Linked DNA regions of Zea mays: region 1 is linked to region 2. The links are chromatin contacts, called in public Hi-C maps. All regions are on one chromosome and are shown on one strand. Each heading gives the region's core, a stretch centred on a gene start, on an enhancer-like site or on the middle of the called end of the contact. The rest is flanking DNA. Distances are from core to core; before and after follow the strand shown.

What was found. A called contact is a pair of places that touch in the nucleus more often than the background predicts.
Region 1: a Hi-C map of ear shows a contact between it and region 2, with 4 times the contacts expected there. The contact joins the promoter of LOC100283578 here to the enhancer-like site in region 2. A contact is called at or near these places in 4 of 25 Hi-C or Micro-C datasets (ear, leaf and tassel).

The regions. Positions count from the first base shown.
Region 1 is chr6:121,686,553-121,690,610 of Zm-B73-REFERENCE-NAM-5.0, reverse strand. LOC100283578 reads right to left here and starts at 2,181. Exons shown (of 4, transcript NM_001371950.1): 1 at 992-2,181; 2 at 191-262. The coding sequence starts at 1,825.
Region 2 is chr6:121,612,249-121,616,660 of Zm-B73-REFERENCE-NAM-5.0, reverse strand. No RefSeq gene overlaps it. Among protein-coding and RNA genes, the nearest start is that of LOC103631351, 50 kb to the left of the region's middle. Within about 2 kb of position 3,095, at least 18 of the 20 cell types and tissues checked have an H3K27ac peak or open chromatin away from gene starts, as enhancers often do. A contact at or near this core is called in ear, leaf and tassel, where this site is marked.

The DNA of each region.
Region 1 (4,058 bases), core at 932-3,431, 75 kb before region 2:
AATCTCTAGAAAAAGGTACCAATGTGGAGAAAGACTTCATGAAAGTCTAATATAAAGAGATTATCAAAGGAACACAGATTGAATACATTCATTGATATGGTAAACAAATAATGTGCATACAACCATGAAAGAAAAAAATCTCCCTTTTAGTGGAAACAGTAGTTCTTTTAACAAAATATAGCAATCATACCTGCTTTTTCTGCAACTCGTCATTCAGGTCCTTGAGTTTTGCCACCTCAGCTTCCAGCTCAATTATGTATGCCTACGATGTTAGAACGCATGCGGTCAAGTGTCTGTACACTGGGTTATGATTTTAGACTCTTACCAGTAAATTGAAGCATCATAGCAATTTTCTACTAGCAAGTACAGCAATAAAATAAATTTGAGTTCCAATGGAAAACTAGGGGTCAAAGATTATAGCTTATACAGCAGTACATGTGCACCATGGAATAACTTACAGATGTAAAATACATCAATCATGTCTCTTGTATTTAGCTAAAATTGACTAGAAAGAACACAACACATGTGTTTATGATTGGAATTGTGAACCTCTGTAAGCCCAGGGTGCTACCCCTATCCTCTCAGTGTCTCAGTGAGGTGGTTGAAATGATGAAGTCTGTGAGACTGTAATGTGCAACCACCATCTCCCAAATTAACAAACTTATCCAGTGTCTCAGTCTTTCTGAATCTGAGAGGATCAAGCTGAACCATGGTTCATCATCAGATTCTTCATCTCTTTAGATGAAGATAAGACATAAGAGCATTATACAATGGCAACTTGCTATCTGTATAGGCTACTTAATAACACAGAGCTAAACTGGAAGTGGCAGATCACATCAAGTGAATAAAGTACAACATAATCGAGAGGCATACCAAATATAGTCACCATAGAGTTCCATTTCAGACAAGTTTTTACTATAATTAAACTAAAGGTGCAGTATGATTAACGGACAGCACGCATAGCAGTGCACTGAAAGAAGTAAGGCTCCACCTGCTTCCTCGCGCGCGACCTGGCTGCCGACTCCCTGTTCTTGATCATGCGCCTCTGCCTCCTCTCCACCACCTTCTCGACGGTCGGTCCCTTCCTCACCCTCAGTGCAGTGTCGAAGGGATACGGCACCGGCGACAGCGACGAAAGATCCCCCGCCTCCACCTTCCCCATCCCGTTGAACACGACCGGCGTCGTCGGCACCGCCACCGTCATCCCTCCTCCGAGCCCCTGCCCGACGACCCCGGTCACCACCCCGTTCCCCAGCTGCATGGTCTGCGGCGCGAGCGCGACCGCATTCCCCTGGGAGAAAAGCCCCTGCGCGTGCGGCTGCAGCACGAGGGTCTGCTGCCCCATGTCCTCACGAACCACGCCGGCGCGTACCAGGAAATCCTCCAGAGTCATGGACCCCAGCGTCTGCTGCCGCTGTGCCTGCGCCGGCAGCGGCGCGTGCGCGGGCGTGGGAGCGGGAGCCGCAACCGCCTGCGCGTCCTCCCCGTCGGTGAGGCCCACGATCTCGCGCCAGACCTCGTCGACCGTCTTCTGGCTGAGCGTGCGCGGCAGCGTGAAGGAGCCCTGGCGCTGGATGGGCGCCCCGGCCTGCTGCTGATGCTGCCCATGCGCGTCCATGGATGCGGCCGCCGTGGTCGGGGCGGCCGCGGTCATGGCGTTGGACTCCTCGGCCGTCCAGATGTTGCGCAGCAGCTCGTCCATGTTCATGGAGCCGAAGTCCTTGCTGGCGCCGCCGAGCGCGGTCTGGAACTCGTCGAACGTTAGCGAGTACACCGAGCCCTGCCGCGCCAGCGACGGGGCCCCGCTCCCTCCCGGTGTCTCCATCCCCGCCTACCGCCTTCTCCTCTCGGCTCCCAAATCCCACCGGAATTCAATTCCGCACCACAGACGGATGCAGAGGAAAAGCGGCGGTGAACAGAGCTGGCGACTTTATAGCCGAGCGGCGGCGGTGGCGGCGGCGGCAGAAGCGACAGGAGGGCGCTCCGCTCGCAATGAGCTTGACCGTGACCGTGACTAGTTGCGTCTGGCGTGCTACAGTATACCACAATAGCGAGAGGAAATCCAGTTCAGTGGGACGGGTTAAGAAGGAGAGCGGAGGGGGAACACCGGGGGATGTGGAGCTCGAGCGTTGGTGGGGTGGGGGGGTTGGTGCGGTTTTGAGGGAGACGATCCCGGCGGCGAGGTGCGCGACGGGACAGGTGTCGCCTCGGGGGCAATAAAGTGGTGCTGCGGCAGGCGGCAGCCGCTGCCGTCGGGGGACGACAAGAGGCCCGCAACCGGTCAGAGGATAGTGTGGGCGCCGGAGAGCAAAGTACACAGCCTAGCGCCATAATGCTCGCGCACACGGACCCGTGACCACCACACTGTACACGGGATGAAAACGGCAGCGTTTTTTTGGGGTGCCGGTCGAACACTCCCGCTTGTCAGTGTTCCAACAAGTGACACTTTGACACACTTCTACCTATTTGTGTCGTTTTGAGTCTTGACTGATAAGCGCACCGAAAACATGTGATTTAAGGATTATGAATTTGTTATGTACTCCATCCGTCCTAAAATATAATTTATTTTAGACTAATAATATGTTTATTAAGTAATATATGAATGTAGTTTTCATGTATGTCTATATTCGTTATAATTTGAATGAATATGGACGAACTTTTTTGATAGAAAGAACTGTATTTTTTAGATATAAGGAATACTAAATTTGGCACCTGAACGACCGGATGGTTTGACCTTGTGGTTCGAACGGTTCGGCATGGCAGGTTCGCGATTATATTAATTTAGGTTGGAATTCTTATCATAGTTATCTTAAGAACCCACATGAAACTGTTAAGATTCATCTAGGAACGGATGCAGACATTTCCCATATATATATATATATAGTTTATGTATTTAGAGCCCTGGGCTCTCTCTAGTTAGATAAAGCCCTAATCATTCAAGACCAGGTAGACCAGGTAAACCAGACGTACCACAAAAAAAACTTTTATGATTAGTTATACAAGCATTTCTTTTGTATTCGTTTTAGAAAAAACGCAGAAATTGATTTATCCCACACCCGCGCCCAGCTATCGGATCCGCCCCACTGCGCCCCCAAATCATCCCAAGCGCTCCAACCACTCGCAACCCTAATCTAATCCGCCGTCTTCCGGATCGGCATCCGCCCTCATCCCCTCACCCTCTTCTCCGCCTTCCAGCCGCAGGAGCCCCACATCCCCTCACGCTCTTCTCCGCCTTCCAGCCGCAGGAGGCTCGCCGCTGATTGAGGATCCCGCGGCCGCCGAAGAGGCCACAACGGGAAAGCAAATCCACGCGCCCGAGCGGCCCTTCAAGGAACCTGCTCGTCTCCCGGCGGCCGGAATGGTCTTCATCTCGTCGTCTACGCGCAAGAGGAGATCTGGATCTGGTTCGTTTGCTTTCATGCATCCTGACGCCTCCTCCCTCCCCTCCCTGAGTCGAATCGCAAACCGACCGCTCCTACAGTATCCCACACCCGGTCCAGTAAATCCACCTTTCTATACCCGGGGATTCACACCATGTCGCCCTCAACCCTATCTCTTTCGACGGCTCCATCCCCACCCCAACCCAATCCATCGCCGCCCGCCGTCGCCCCAACCTCGCATCCACCGTCAACGGAAGATGCAAGCGCGAAGGCATGGTGGTGGACACAGGTGGCCGCGCCGAGAGCAAAGGCGCCAGTCCAGGTGGAGACGAGCCGCTATGGGTCGGAGTGCGGGACCGCTGAGTTGCCCTTGTACGCGTGCGCCCAGTAGTCATCGAACTCGCCCATTTTCATCCTCCCTTTCCCGTTCCCTGGGTGCGCATGTTCCAAGCACAAGAGCACTTAGATTAGCGTCTGTGTGCTCGGTTTCGCACAGAAGGAAGGGGACAGCAGGGGGATGGGCGTGTACCTCGTCGCCAGCGATGGGACGACGAAGACGTGGGCACCTGGTGAGCCTACAGCCCTCAGCTGGTGAACAGAGCGAATCGGCCGCCGTTTCAGCTCGTGCTGTGACACCCCAGTGTCACCTAGGGTTTCTCTTAAAAAGCCAAACCAAGA
Region 2 (4,412 bases), core at 1,846-4,345:
GGGCTCCGCGCCCACTACTGATCAGGGGTTCGTAGGCTGGCCCTCGAAGGGTTCACAGCCGCCTCAGACATAGAGCGAGGGATGACCATGGGTACGTTCGATACATAACCAAGGCTCGGGCTGCGCTCCCGAGGTACCCTAGGACATTTTCGAGACCAGCGGGAACGATCTTGTAACGGAATCCCATCAGAGGGAGGCATCGAGCCCTCGGACCCCGTCGACAGGGGACCGGGTCCGGCAGATCACCCGCAGGTACTTTTGGGCGCGCCTCTGGGCCTCTAGCCGACCCCTAGCAAATGGGGCACGGACGTCCGCTCGGATTACCCGCCAGCAGCTCACCGGAGACACCATGTTCGGCGCCCTCCGAGGGCAACATGGCGCTTTCCCCCCTCCTCCTTGCGGAAAGGCGACGCAGGGGCGTATGATAAAAAAGTCGAGTCTATCCCTGACCGTCCTCTCGCCCTGTGCAGAGGCTCGGGGGCTGCTCTCGCAAACCCGGCTCCGGCCAAACCGTTGACAGCATCAACATACCAGCCCGAGAACTTGGGACCCGACCGTGCACCCGGGCTACGGCCAGCTCGCATGAGGGAACGACCAGACCAGCCGAAGCATTGCGCGAGGCATTAAGACCTCGGAGGAGTCAAATCACTCCTCCGAGGCCTCGGGGGCTACACCCGGCGGGGGCGCTCGCGTGCACCCACCGGAACGTAATGCAACCGAGAAAGGCTGGTCCCCTTGCAAAAAAGTGCGACAAAAGCCTCCAAGAGAGTATTAACACTCCCTTCGAGGCTCGGGGGCTACTGTCGGGGACCATAATTAGGGGTACCCTCAAGTCTCCTAATTCTCAGCTGGTAACCCCCATCAGCATAAAGCTGCAAAGGCCTGATGGGTGCGACTAAGTCTAGGATCAGTCCATTCGATGGACTCGATCACGCCTCGCCCGAGCCCAGCCTCGAGCAAGGGCAGCCGACCCCGGAGGATCTCCGTCTCGTCCGAGGCCCCCCTCCAGCGACGAACATACCTCCGGCTCGCCCGAGGCCCAGTCTTCGCCAAGAAGCAACCCCGGCCATATAACCACGCCAACCGACCAAATCGCAGGGGCATTTAATGTAAAGGTGGCCTGACACCTTTATCCTGACGCATGTCCTCCGGTCGACAGAGCCGAAGTGACCACAGTCACTTCGCTGCTCCACTGACCGGCCTGACAAGAGGACAGCGCCGCCTGCGCCGCTCCGACTGCTGTGCCACTCGACAGAGTGAGGCTGACAGGCAGTCAGGCCCGCCCTCAAGCACCATAGGAAACTCCGCTCCGCCCGACCCAGGGCTCGAACTCGGGCTAAGCCCCGGAAGATGGTGAACTCCGCTCCGCCCGACCCAGGGCTCGGACTCGGGCTAAGCCCCGGAAGACGGCGAACTCCGCTCCGCCCGACCCAGGGCTCGGACTGGGGCTCAGCCCCTAAAGACGACGAACTCCGCTTCGCCCGACCCCAGGGCTCGGACTCAGCCCTGGCCTCAGCTGACGGTCTCCGCCTCAGCCGACCCAGGGGCTCGGACTCGACCTCGGCCTCGGAAGACAGACTCGACCTCGACCTCGAAGGAGCCTCCACATCGCCCAAACTAGGGCACGGACCGACCACGTCAATAGGAGGCGCCATCATTACCCTACCCCAAGCTGACTCAGGCTGTGGGAAACAAGACCGACGTCCCATCTGGCTCGCTCCGCCAGATAAGTAATGATGGCGCCCCGCACGCTCCATGATGATGGTGGCTCTCAGCCCCCTTACGGAAGCAGGAGGACGTCAGCAAAGACTTGACAGCCCGACAGCTGTCCCTCCACCAGGCTCCAGCGCTCCTCCGACGGCCACGACACCACACGAACCGGGTGCCAAAACCCCTCCGGCTGCCACGATGGCATGTACTTAGGGCGCTAGCTCTCCTCCGCTAGACACGTTAGCACTCTGCTACACCCCCCATTGTACACCTGGATCCTCTCCTTACGCCTATAAAAGGAAGGACCAGGGCCCTCTTAGAGAGGGTTGGCCGCACGGGAGGACGGGGCGACGCGTAGAGTCCCTCGCTCTCTCCCTACGCGGACGCTTGTAACCCCCTACTGCAAGCGCACCCGACCTGGACGCGGGACGAACACGAAGGCCGCGGGATTTCCACCTCTCTCACGCCGGTCTCCCTCCTTTGTTTCCCCCCCTTCGCGCTCGGCCTCGCGTCGACCCATCTGGGCTGGGGCACGCGGCGACATTTCACTCGTTGGCCTAGGGACCCCCCGTTCTCGAAACGCCGACAAACCTGCAAAAAAACAAGGAAATTAAGCACACAATCACCGGAACCCCAACCGCTAAAAGAAATGAAGAAGACTTGGAGATAAGTATCGAATCTTGGAGCTATGGCCCATACTTGGAGATCTATTGGAACCACGTGTGCGGGCTTGGAAGGGGAGCCAATCTTACACTGGATCTTGGGGAACAAGAATCGAAGAAGTGCTATATATCATGAGAATGGAAAACCCTATGTAAGTACGTACGAGAGGGTGAAGGCCTTACCTCGTGCCGTGGACGACGACTGAGGACAACAAACTGGGGGCTGGACACGGCAGTGGAGGACGGCAAACCAGCAGACATGGACGGCAACGGAGGGCATGGGCGCCTCACGTCTTGCTCATGACCGCGCTGGGGGAAAGATGGTGACGGCGGAGTGGACAACTGCGGAGTAGGTGACGGCGGAGCGGAGTGGACGACGGCGAAGCAAATGGCGGCACGACAGATGGTGACGCACACACGATGGCGGCGGAGGGCACGGCGGGCTCGCGTCGCCTATTCCCTCGTCTGTGGGGAAAGGCGCCCGGGGTCCGGTGTCGGGAGAGAGATTATTCGGGTTATTGGTCGGGTTGAAGGAGAGGTGCCTCGTAAAAGAGTCTTCCAAAGGGACCAAGAAATTTTTCCTAGACTGGGAGGATTTATAGGAAAAATGGCGGATTTACCCCTCATGCGGCGGAGGGCGGAGGCCAATCACGCCACTGCACCGTGCTGGCCGCCAATGTGCTACAGTGTTCCCCGCACAGGATCGGGCAGTGTCGCAGTCAGTCGCATCCGTCATGCATGGGGCTCTCACCCACCTGCAACGGCTGCAATTTTCTACGGCGCCCGCCTGTGAGGCCACGCCAGCGCGGACCCCCCCTATCATGCCATTTTGAGAGCTCCGCCTGCGATTGTGAATTGAATAATGCCGCGACAGCCACGGAGGGTAGCGCGGGGCGCCCTCCACGTCGCCCCTGGTTCTAGGCCTCGCGCGCGGCCGGCCCAAAAAAATTTATTATTCTGCACGCGAAAGCGCCGGCCGGCTCCCAGGGGAAGCGGATTGGGCCGAGTTGGGTTTGACGGCTTGGTATATACGTTTTGTCCCCGTCGCTGCTGCCTAACGTGGCGTCACCGCGGGTGGGAGACGGAACGTGAAAAAAAGGAAATGGATAGCGTCGCATGCTTTGCTCGCATATGATATGAGTTTCCGAAAGAGGAGTGCTGTAGGTATGGTATAGCCGTATAGTATAGGTAAAAAAAACATAGGAAATTTCTGGAATCCCGAGAGTAGAAATATGGCCCCGGCACGTGCAGAGCATCTACGGAGACTAATGGCCCCAGCTGGGCATGTTACCGGCCGCTACCTAGCTAGCTAGTACATTGTTTAATCCTATTCACCAGAAGAATGGCTCGTCATCTTTTGACCACACACTGACACACCACTATATATATATATATATATATATATAGTATATGTATTTAGAGCCCTAGGCTCTATTTAACTATAGGAAGCCCCGACCACGTACCGACCAGGCGCGCGACCGTACCGGACCCTTTTTGGCTTATTGTACCTAATTGCTTACGCCAAAATATAATACGAGTTATGCTGATGTGTGTATCAGTTTATGCAAATATAGTCTGCGCATATTACGTGCATCGGGCCCACGATCCGGCCCACGCCACCACTATAAAAACACCCCCACGCCGCCAGAAATTAGGTTTTAGCGGCGGCGGCGGTTCTCTAGGGCGTGCGAGCGGCGGTGATCCTGGGGGCCAGCAGCGGTGTCACCTCGAGGCAGGCGACCGACGACGGCGCTCCACCAGGAACGAGTGACAACGACGCTCCGAGGCAGGCGAGCAAGCGGTGACGGCGCTCTTGAAGCGGACGGACGACGGCAGCGCACCCTAGGCCCGGTGACAACGACGGTTGTCCCGTCCGTCTCTGCGATGGCCACCGCCACCGCCGCTCCAGCATCTGTGGCGCGACGACGGATCTGGGGACACGCTCGCGACGGCGGATCCCTGAGGCGCGACGGCGGATCTGGGGACACGCTCGCGATGGCGGATTCCTGTGGCGCGACGGCGAATCTAGGGACACGTCGC